3 separate regions of the Mus musculus genome follow, and regions 2 and 3 are each linked to region 1. The links are chromatin contacts, called in public Hi-C and Micro-C maps. All regions are on one chromosome and are shown on one strand. Each heading gives the region's core, a stretch centred on a gene start, on an enhancer-like site or on the middle of the called end of the contact. The rest is flanking DNA. Distances are from core to core; before and after follow the strand shown. Region 1 has its middle 8.0 kb from the start of Gm32968. Region 2 holds the start of 6430548M08Rik (RIKEN cDNA 6430548M08 gene). Region 3 overlaps 6430548M08Rik (RIKEN cDNA 6430548M08 gene).

What was found. A called contact is a pair of places that touch in the nucleus more often than the background predicts.
Region 2: a Hi-C map of the MC38 cell line shows a contact between it and region 1, with 5 times the contacts expected there. The contact joins the promoter of 6430548M08Rik here to the enhancer-like site in region 1. A contact is called at or near these places in 1 of 39 promoter capture datasets (liver), 1 of 484 Hi-C or Micro-C datasets (the MC38 cell line) and 2 of 115 datasets of contacts at active chromatin or transcription factors (both in embryonic stem cells).
Region 3: a contact with region 1 is called in a Micro-C map of muscle stem cells, with 7 times the contacts expected there. The contact joins two enhancer-like sites. A contact is called at or near these places in 1 of 484 Hi-C or Micro-C datasets (muscle stem cells), 1 of 115 datasets of contacts at active chromatin or transcription factors (embryonic stem cells) and 4 of 9 other capture datasets (adipose tissue, embryonic stem cells, liver and 1 more).

What each region holds. Positions count from the first base shown.
Region 1 is chr8:120,318,330-120,321,110 of GRCm38.p6, reverse strand. It overlaps a transcript of Gse1 not described here. Among named protein-coding and RNA genes, the nearest start is that of Gm32968, 8.0 kb to the left of the region's middle. Within about 2 kb of position 1,445, at least 58 of the 459 cell types and tissues checked have an H3K27ac peak or open chromatin away from gene starts, as enhancers often do. A contact at or near this core is called in the MC38 cell line and muscle stem cells, where this site is marked.
Region 2 is chr8:120,112,700-120,115,480 of GRCm38.p6, reverse strand. 6430548M08Rik (RIKEN cDNA 6430548M08 gene) reads right to left here and starts at 1,329. Exons shown (of 13, transcript NM_172286.4): 1 at 1,164-1,329.
Region 3 is chr8:120,151,449-120,154,229 of GRCm38.p6, reverse strand. 6430548M08Rik (RIKEN cDNA 6430548M08 gene) reads right to left here. Exons shown (of 13, transcript NM_172286.4): 6 at 1,596-1,791; 7 at 759-799; 8 at 230-308. Among named protein-coding and RNA genes, the nearest start is that of Cibar2, 25 kb to the left of the region's middle. Within about 2 kb of position 1,424, at least 54 of the 459 cell types and tissues checked have an H3K27ac peak or open chromatin away from gene starts, as enhancers often do. A contact at or near this core is called in muscle stem cells, where this site is marked.

The DNA.
Region 1 (2,781 bases), core at 196-2,695:
CTCAGCAAAGTATATATTCTTGGGCTGGTGAGATGGCTCAGTGGGTAAGAGTACCCGACTGCTCTTCCGAAGGTCAGGAGTTCAAATCCCAGCAACCACATGGTGGCTCACAACCATCCGTATCAAGATCTGACTCCCTCTTCTGGAGTGTCTGAAGACAGCTACAGTGTACTTACATATAATCAATAAATAAAAAATCTTAAAAAAAAAGTATATATTCTTTTGGGGATGTTCATTGAGAACTTCCCCTCAAAGACCATTTTTGGGGTTCAGTGTTCATAACGGTTACTCTCGACTGTCACTTGGCCAGATCAGAATCACCTCTAAGAAACAAGTGTCCAATCACGTTTGTGAGGAAGTTTCTAGACCTAATTATTGAGGGGGGGGGGGAGACTCAGTCTGACTGAGGGCCACAACACGCCACAGGCTGGCGAGCTGAGCACCAGCATCCGACTCTGTCTGCTTGCTGACTCTGGATGCCATGTGCCCAGTGGTCTCATGCTCCTACCTCCATGCTGGATTGTCCTGTCAAACTGAGAGTAAAAGTAAACACTTCCTTCCTGCCTGCCTGGCTTCCTTCCCTCCCCTCTCTCCCTCCCTCCCTCCCTCCCTCCCTTCCTTCCTTCCTTCCTTCCTTCCATCCATCCATTGCTTTTGCAGGACATTTTATCAAACCAGAGAGAAAGGTACCCACTCCAGTCTGGGTTTGGTTTTTTTTCCCTTTCTGTATCCCACCACTCCCAGCATGGGGTCGGAGTCCCATGGGGGCGGAGTCAAGTCTTTTTAAATTTTATTTATTTTATTTTATGTGCATCGGTGGTTTGCCTGCATGTATACCTGTGAAGGCGCCAGATCTCCTGGAATTGGAGCTACAGACAGTTGTGAGCTGCCATGTGGTTGCTGGTAATTGAACCCTGGTCCTCTGGAAGAGCAGCCAGTGCTCTTAACTACGGAGCCATTACTCAGCCCGGGGCTCAACTCTTAATAAATGGATAAGAAAACTTCCCTTAGCAATAGGCTATAGGAGGATGCCCACATTTACTAGAAGGCCTCCTGATGTCATGGGTGTCCCTACCTCCAACCAGCCAGACCGACACCCAGGTACCTCAGAAAGCAACAAGCTGCAGGTGTATTCCACCATCCCGCTAGCTCCTCCCACACGTGCCCTATGGCCCTTGCTGGAAGGCACCAGCTCCTTCTGATGCCTCAGTTTCCTTAACTGTAAGATGGGAGCAACCTGGATGTGGCACCCGGGTGGGGGTGCTGTGAAGGTCCAAGGAACAAGTCCAGGTATCATTGGTACAGGGCAGGCTCTTTGTCAAGTAACAGCCACTTCATGTCTGGGGCTCATATAGACAGACAATTGAATCGACAGGGTCAGCGCAGAGGACAGGCACTCCTGCGCCCTCTGGTGGCAGGGAGGGCTTCGTGCAGGAGACAGGCAGGAGCAGCACCTTGGCTGACCACCGGAGGGCAGCCACACCCAGGCAGCTCCCTGGTAGCACCCTTGGGTGTGACTCAACAGAGAAACCCAAAGATGGACCCACTCACTTCCTGGCCGTGTGCTGACCTCTGTGTGACTGGACCTGAGGCTGGAAAGGCCACAGGCCATGGGCTACAGGGTAGGCCTCCGGTCACTTGGCTACCTGTCCTGATTGCTAGGCACTTGCTGGGCTTAGACAGCTGGTGCATACCACATCCCTCTCCTTTTTCTGACATGGCCACACAGCATCATAAAGAAGTGGTCACTTCTGCCTGTTTTCCTGCATCGCTGGCCAGGTGGGACACAGGAGGGACAATGCTAGGGCCCCAGGGTCACTTCCTGGGCCACAATGTCAGCAAAAACGTGCATTTTTGTTCGAAGTAGGGGTGTGTGTGTGTGTGTGTGTGTGTGTGTGTGTGTGGTGTACATGCACACATATACACAGATGGAATCTAGAGGCTGTACCCTGTACCTCTGTAGCCCACACTGACCTCAGACTTGTGACCCTCCTACTACAGCCTCCCAAGTTCTAGAATCACAGGCCTGCACCACCATGCCTGGCTGGAAAATATAACCATTTTCACTGCAGGAAACAACAGCTCACGGGAAGGGGAGCTATTTGTTAAAGCAGCGAACACTGACTGCCGCCTACTAGAGTAAGCCAAGAACTGACCCTGGGGAGCTCAGGTGTTTGGTTTAAGAGGAGCCGCCACCCCCATTCTGTATCACTGGCTAGGGGCACCTATGAAAACCTGCAGTCTCCTAGACCCCATTCCAGCCATTCCAGTGGCAAGGCCTCGCCAGGCTAGCCCTGCAACCCAGCCGGCCACTTTGTGACTCAGCCACTGGAGATGACGCATCGATGCCCTGAAAGCCATGGGTCTCGGTAAATCCCCACAGAGGGATCCAAGGGGGGCCTGGCTCGGGCAGTGACGACCCACTGAATTCTGTTAGGGTCATCCCCTGAACAGGTAGGATAAATCTCGGCTGGTCTCTGTCAGAACTTGGCTGAGTCATTGAGGATTAAATTAATAATGATTAATTGGAGGCTCCTGAAGGCTGAACGGCTGGGAAGAAGATTAGAGCGCACTCAAGCAGTCTTTCCTCCCTCTCCTCCTCCTCCCCCTCCTCCATCCTCCCTTCTTCTCCTCCCCCTCCTCCTCCTCTTTGATTTCTTCTTTCCCTTCTCAGCCCACCTCCCAACACAGGACATTCAGACGGGAAACTGGAAGAGTACAGCTGAGGTATGATATGGCAGCCTTGCCAGGGGCTAAGCGGGCACGTGGGCAGGCAACTGC
Region 2 (2,781 bases), core at 80-2,579, 210 kb after region 1:
AGGGCTGGCTGAACCGTCTCTTCAGCCCCTTGACGTTTCCTTTTAACTCGATGACTTTCCGCTTGTGAAAGGAAGACGAAGAAGGGAGAAAAGGAAAGAAAGCCGGGGTATTCACATGACTTGCCCACTCAATAGCTCTCTAGGGGCGCAGGGGGTTGGGAGGCTGTCCTCAGAGAAGCTCCCTCAGCGCCATTTGGGGTTATTCTAAAACCACTTACCTTGGAAGAAACAAACATTGCCATGAAGATAGAATGCATTTAGCATCTGCGGAGATAACTCACTTCAATTTCTTTAAGATTTGTGATGCGCGTATACTTGTGACATTCTCAAGAGATAGGAGTCCACTCCACATGAGCTGACACAGACCATCCAAAAGACAACCATCCCAAGAAACTTCTGGATTGCAACAGAGACTGAGCTAGCTCATCATCACCAACCAGAAATCACCAGTGTTTGAGGGGAAAAGAAAATCCCAGGTGTCAACTTTTTCCACGGAGCCCGTCAAAACAGCTTATCTGCCATCTTGGTCCTCAAAGGCCTAAACATCCCTACTTCTGACCACAGTGTGGAAAAGAGGGAAGGGATGCGGCTCACTAATGCCCGAGCCTCTTTGCCCTGTCTTGGGGTTCATGCTGTGTCGCTGTCCTGCTTTCAGGATTTGGGAGGGAGGCAGATCGAAGGGAATGAATCAGAACCTCAGCATCGGGTTACAGGCTGGATCCCAGCTGGGGCGAGGGTAGCCCGGCCTGCCAGCTGCCAGCTCACCTCTACCTCTGACTCACCACCGGGACAGCTCCACGTCGGGGGCCCAGCCCGTGCCAGCGCACCTGCGCCGGCAGAGCCGCGCTCCCGCTCACTCCGTAGGTCGCACCCGTGTGCGGCACTGGACTGGACCGCCGAGCCTGCTTCCTCCTCCCCTTGTCACCTTCCCACGTCTCATCAACCCTGCAACTCCGGGCGAGCGCAGACCCGTGCATGACTGGGTCCGAGTCTTCCCAAATCCTAGAAGCGGCCTCGGGGTCCGAGCCTTCCCAGCCCGCTCCGGCGCGGTCGTGGCCTCTGAGCAGCTCGCGGCCCTCCACTGAGACCAGCAGAATGACAGCCCTGCCCGCCGCACCGGCCGTCCAGCCGACCCGCCCACGCCGCCAGCGACCCCTCCTCACCGGTCCCGGCGCAGCCACGCCGCACAGCCCCTCGCGAGCGCAGCACCGCAGCCCGAGGCCCTCTCGCCGCGGCGGCCCGCGGGACCGGGCAGGGGGGCGGGCAGGACGCCGTCGGGTCTGCAGCTGCCGCGGATGCACCGCGCGACCAGCCGTGCCGGGTCCTTCTGAGGCGCGGCGGAGCGGGCTGTCAGTCAGCGGGAGCGCCCCGCCCCTTTAGGTGCACGTGACGCGCGAGCAGTCGGGCCCTTTGGATGTGTCGCGGAGAGAGTTGTCAGTCAACAGGGGGCGCCACGCCCAGTCCCACCCTCCTCCCCCGCGTGACGTACGAGTTCTCTGGAGCAAGCCGGGAGCCACGCCTCCAGAGCACCACGTGACTCGCGAGCTGTCACTTTTGCTGGGAGCGCCGGGCCTCGCTCAGCTCCTGTACGCAGGCGCGGGAGCGCCCCTTAGTCCCTGCGCCTCCCGACAGCCGCGCGGGTTCGCTCAGGAACAGAGTTCCAGCAGAGGATGACTAGGTCGCGGCGTTTTTGCGCGCAAAAGTGGTTTGGGAGAGGAAGGTGACCCTCGAGGCTGGTCTGGCCTGGGGTAGCAGAGTCCCAGCGTAGGTCCCGTGGACCCACACGCCTTTGAAGGCGCGAGTGGCCAGCTGAGTCCCGTTTGTCTTCCGAAAGGCGTGTCTTTAAGAGGCCAGTAGATTTGGCTCTTTTCATAAATAGGAGTAAGCACAACGTCCAGCCATTCAGCTTCTCCCACATCTCTTCAATAAAGAAATAACAAAGAGGCTGGGGGGTGGAGCTCAGGGGCGGGTCACTGCCTCTGAGTGGTCAAGGTCCTGACTCCCATGCCCAGCACCAGGGAGGAAAAGGAAAACTAAAGAAAACCAAGGCCGAACTTCTGGGATTTTTCTGAAGTCCTGAGGGTTAGGCAGGGGGCTGGAGTTCTGCCAATCAGGAAGATGATATAGATGGTGGTAACCGAGCACCTGCCCTTTGCTGACAACAGATGGGAAGATCTGTCCAACTAAGGCTTCTTGGGAAAGTTTAAGAGAGCCTTAGGAAAGGCTGGGAGCTAAAGTTCTTGGAAAGTTTAGGGACACGTGGCCACCCCAGGAGAAGGTCTCACACCTAGACGTCTGCGTGTGAGAACTTGGTGCCAGCTCTGGAGGGAAAGGGTGGGTGCTAGCCCTCATCCTTGTGTGGACACTAAGGACAGCTGCTCTGAACAGAGTCCAACAGACTATAGATAAGGCTCAGAAAAGTTGTAGAATGTGAGGGGACAGTGCCGGGGCTAAAGGAACCCTCCCCTGTTTCAGAGAAGGAAGATGGCACTAGGTACCAAGTTCTGTAACCCTGACCTCACCTAGACAGCTGTTGGGGAGCACTGAAGACAAATGTAGTCACTAAGGGATCCCATTCCATATTGAGGAACTCTACTTCTCCTCATGAGATTTAGTGGCATTTGCCCTGCCTTCTAATAGGCCTCTGACCTCCTCAGGAAGTTGGACAGAGGCAGATGACATGACATTTAAAAACGAGGAAGAACCTTCTGCAAGCCACAGACAAGTGAACTTGGTGTCAACCTAGGAAGTACTCAGGGTGGATGACTCAGATCATATCGG
Region 3 (2,781 bases), core at 175-2,674, 170 kb after region 1:
TCACACGGCCACTCGGTTAGCCCCTGGGGAGCTGCCAGGCATTTCCACAATGGTCCCCATGGAGAGTCAGATGTCTTCACATCCCTACGAACACTTGCTGGCATCTATCATCTTGCCGTGGCTACCCTGGAGGTGAGGACGGCCACCGTCCTTGCTGGAGACACGGGCAGCTGAGGGACTGGGCAGCCGCTGCGCCGGGTGGGATGGGCAGAGTGTCCATGGGCCTTACCAGATGGGCTGCTGCCTCAGGTGCGTGTACAGGTAAACCTTCTCCCCCTTCTGCTCATCCTCAGGGCTGATCATGGTCACTGCAGGAATAAGGAGATCTGAGGGCGGCCTGGGCTGGGCTCCCCACGGGCAGATCCTACAGACCCTCAGCTCGCTCTGCTTCTCCACAAAGTCATCACGTTACACTGTCCAAACTCCACGAAGCTTTCTGCAGCCTTAGATTAGGGCTTTTTCCCTATGTGAACCCTGAAGTGGCACCCTCCCTCTGGTTGAACTCCCCTGCGGTTAGGGATTTCGTATTTCCTTAGTCTGCTTAGAAAGGCAGCAAAGCCCTTTCTTTTGCTACTTGCTTGCTCTTGTTGCTGGCTAATGGTGAGCCAGTTTGAGGCCTGGATGGTGCGTCTTGGTTAAGAGGCCCGAGAGGTAGACTCTGCCTTCCTTTGGGCACTCCTTAATCCCAGGCATCAGCCCCAGGTTCCCCCTTGCTACAGGCCCCACCCCCTAGGCAGCCCAGAGAGCTGTGTTCTTACCAGTCTTCGTCTGTCTGTCCTTAGGTTTGTTCTCATCTTCCCTGGAGGGAGAGACCACAGCAGTAAGAAGGAGCCCAGGCCCTCACATGCAGATGCTGCCCCATTCTCTGTGCAACTCCTCTGAGGAGAAGCTGGGGGTCAGTGACACAGTGGCAATTGGCAGGCTGGGGACTGAGGCCTGTGGTGCTGAGATTGCCTGGTACCATTTTCTGTGGGCCTACTGTGTGGACATGGAGGGACAGGTGGCATACCCTGGCTATAGCCAAGCCTTAAGCGGTGCAGGTCCCTGGATGGTTGTCCTTGTACTGTTGTGCCCTCTCCTTAAGATGTCTCAGCTTCAGCCCCCCTGTGACCAATGCACCCATCTTAAGAGCTCTCTGGGGCCCGGTCTAGTGGCTCATGACTTTAATCCCAGCACTCGGAGGCTCAAGGCCAGGCTGGTCTACAGAGAAAACTCTAGGACAGCCCGAGCCACATAGAGACCTTGTCTCACACAAAACAACAACCATCATCTGTTGCAAGAGCAGCCTCTCCCGGAGACATTGCGCCCAGGGCTTTCCTGGCTTTGCTCACATTAACTCTCCCGGCAGTGGCAGGAGGAAGGAGGGACAGAGTGTTCAACTTCCTGTTGCCAAACAACAAAGCCACAGGCTCCTGGCAGCCCAGGAAACATGGTTCCTGGACCCCGCCTGTCAATGAGTGGACAGCATGTGGAAGCTCTGGGGTGCAGAGTCGTGCTGGGCTGGCAGCTGTGTGACTCAAGAACAGCTGCAGGGCCAGGACTAGGTAAGCCACACGCTCCTCCCATATAGTAAGCTCAGGCTGGGGCACACTCACTCATTTTTCCTGACCAGCGGTCCTTTCAGCTTGGTCTCCAGCCCCCCGAAAAAGCCTTTCATGTTCTCTGTGTTCTTCAGCAGCCGCTCGGCAATGTCCTTCTTCTCTGCCAGCCAGCTGTTGGCTGACTTCAGGTAGGAGTCAATACTGCCTGCTGGCTTCTCCCTGGGCTCTGTCGGGGGCAGCTGGGGCTTGCCTTGAAAGTGGGGAGAAATGGAGTAAGAAGCAGTCTGCAGCTCAGATGAGAGAGAGAGAGAGAGAGAGAGAGAGAGAGAGAGAGAGAGCGCCTGAAGGTGCTTCCCAGGGACTGCAGGACAGGAGGTGCTGCCCTCAGTCTCCTCAACAGGGTAGGTGGTCAGAAGCAGCTGGCTTAGCAAGCTCCCCCAGAAGGGAAGGCCGGGCCTCTCCGGAGTGTTCAGTAAGCACAGACTACACAGAGAAGTGGGCAAGAGCCAGGTGGGAGGGCAGAGGTAGCCAGAAGGAGCTGGCATCTGGGAAGAAGAGAAATCTACACTGAGAGCCACACAGCAGGTCTGAGAGACCAGAATTCCTTCCTTAGGGCAGTGAGTGGAAGTAACACCACAAAGGAAACGCCGATGGACTCCGACTGGGCGAATAGGATAAAGCTTTCTATTTGATTTGATGGTAGCCAGTCAAGCAAACAGCCTGCCATGATCTATAGCAATTGGGCCATTTGGGGATGCTGGGAGCAGGAGACCTGGAGCACGTGCAGAAGCGGGCTGTTAGGGACTACTCGATTACCCATGCCCAGGCCTCCATAGGGAGGGTCCAGCACCCTCCCTGAAGAGTTGAACTGGTCTCTTTTGGCTGGCTGCAGGGCTCAGCACAAGACACCCTATAACTCCTGCACACTGGTCCTTTCAACACCATGAGCCAAAAGAGACCCCTAGGCTCTGTACCTTTGCTCAGTTATCCCCAGCTACCCCGGACTCTTCCCAGGATAGCCTGCTCTGAATTGTGCTTTGCTGGAGCAGAAAGCTGAGTCCCCACATGTAGCATTCCTGCCTCCTGTCATTTCCTTTGCAGTGTGGACAGCCATGCCCTGACCCCAAGTGCATCCCACATTTCCTCCCACACCGGGAGTCTCATGCCTGCTGTCCTCCTCCCAATATCAGCTCCTTCTCTCTGGAAGCCACACAGCACCTGCTGTTAATAAAGGAAGCTT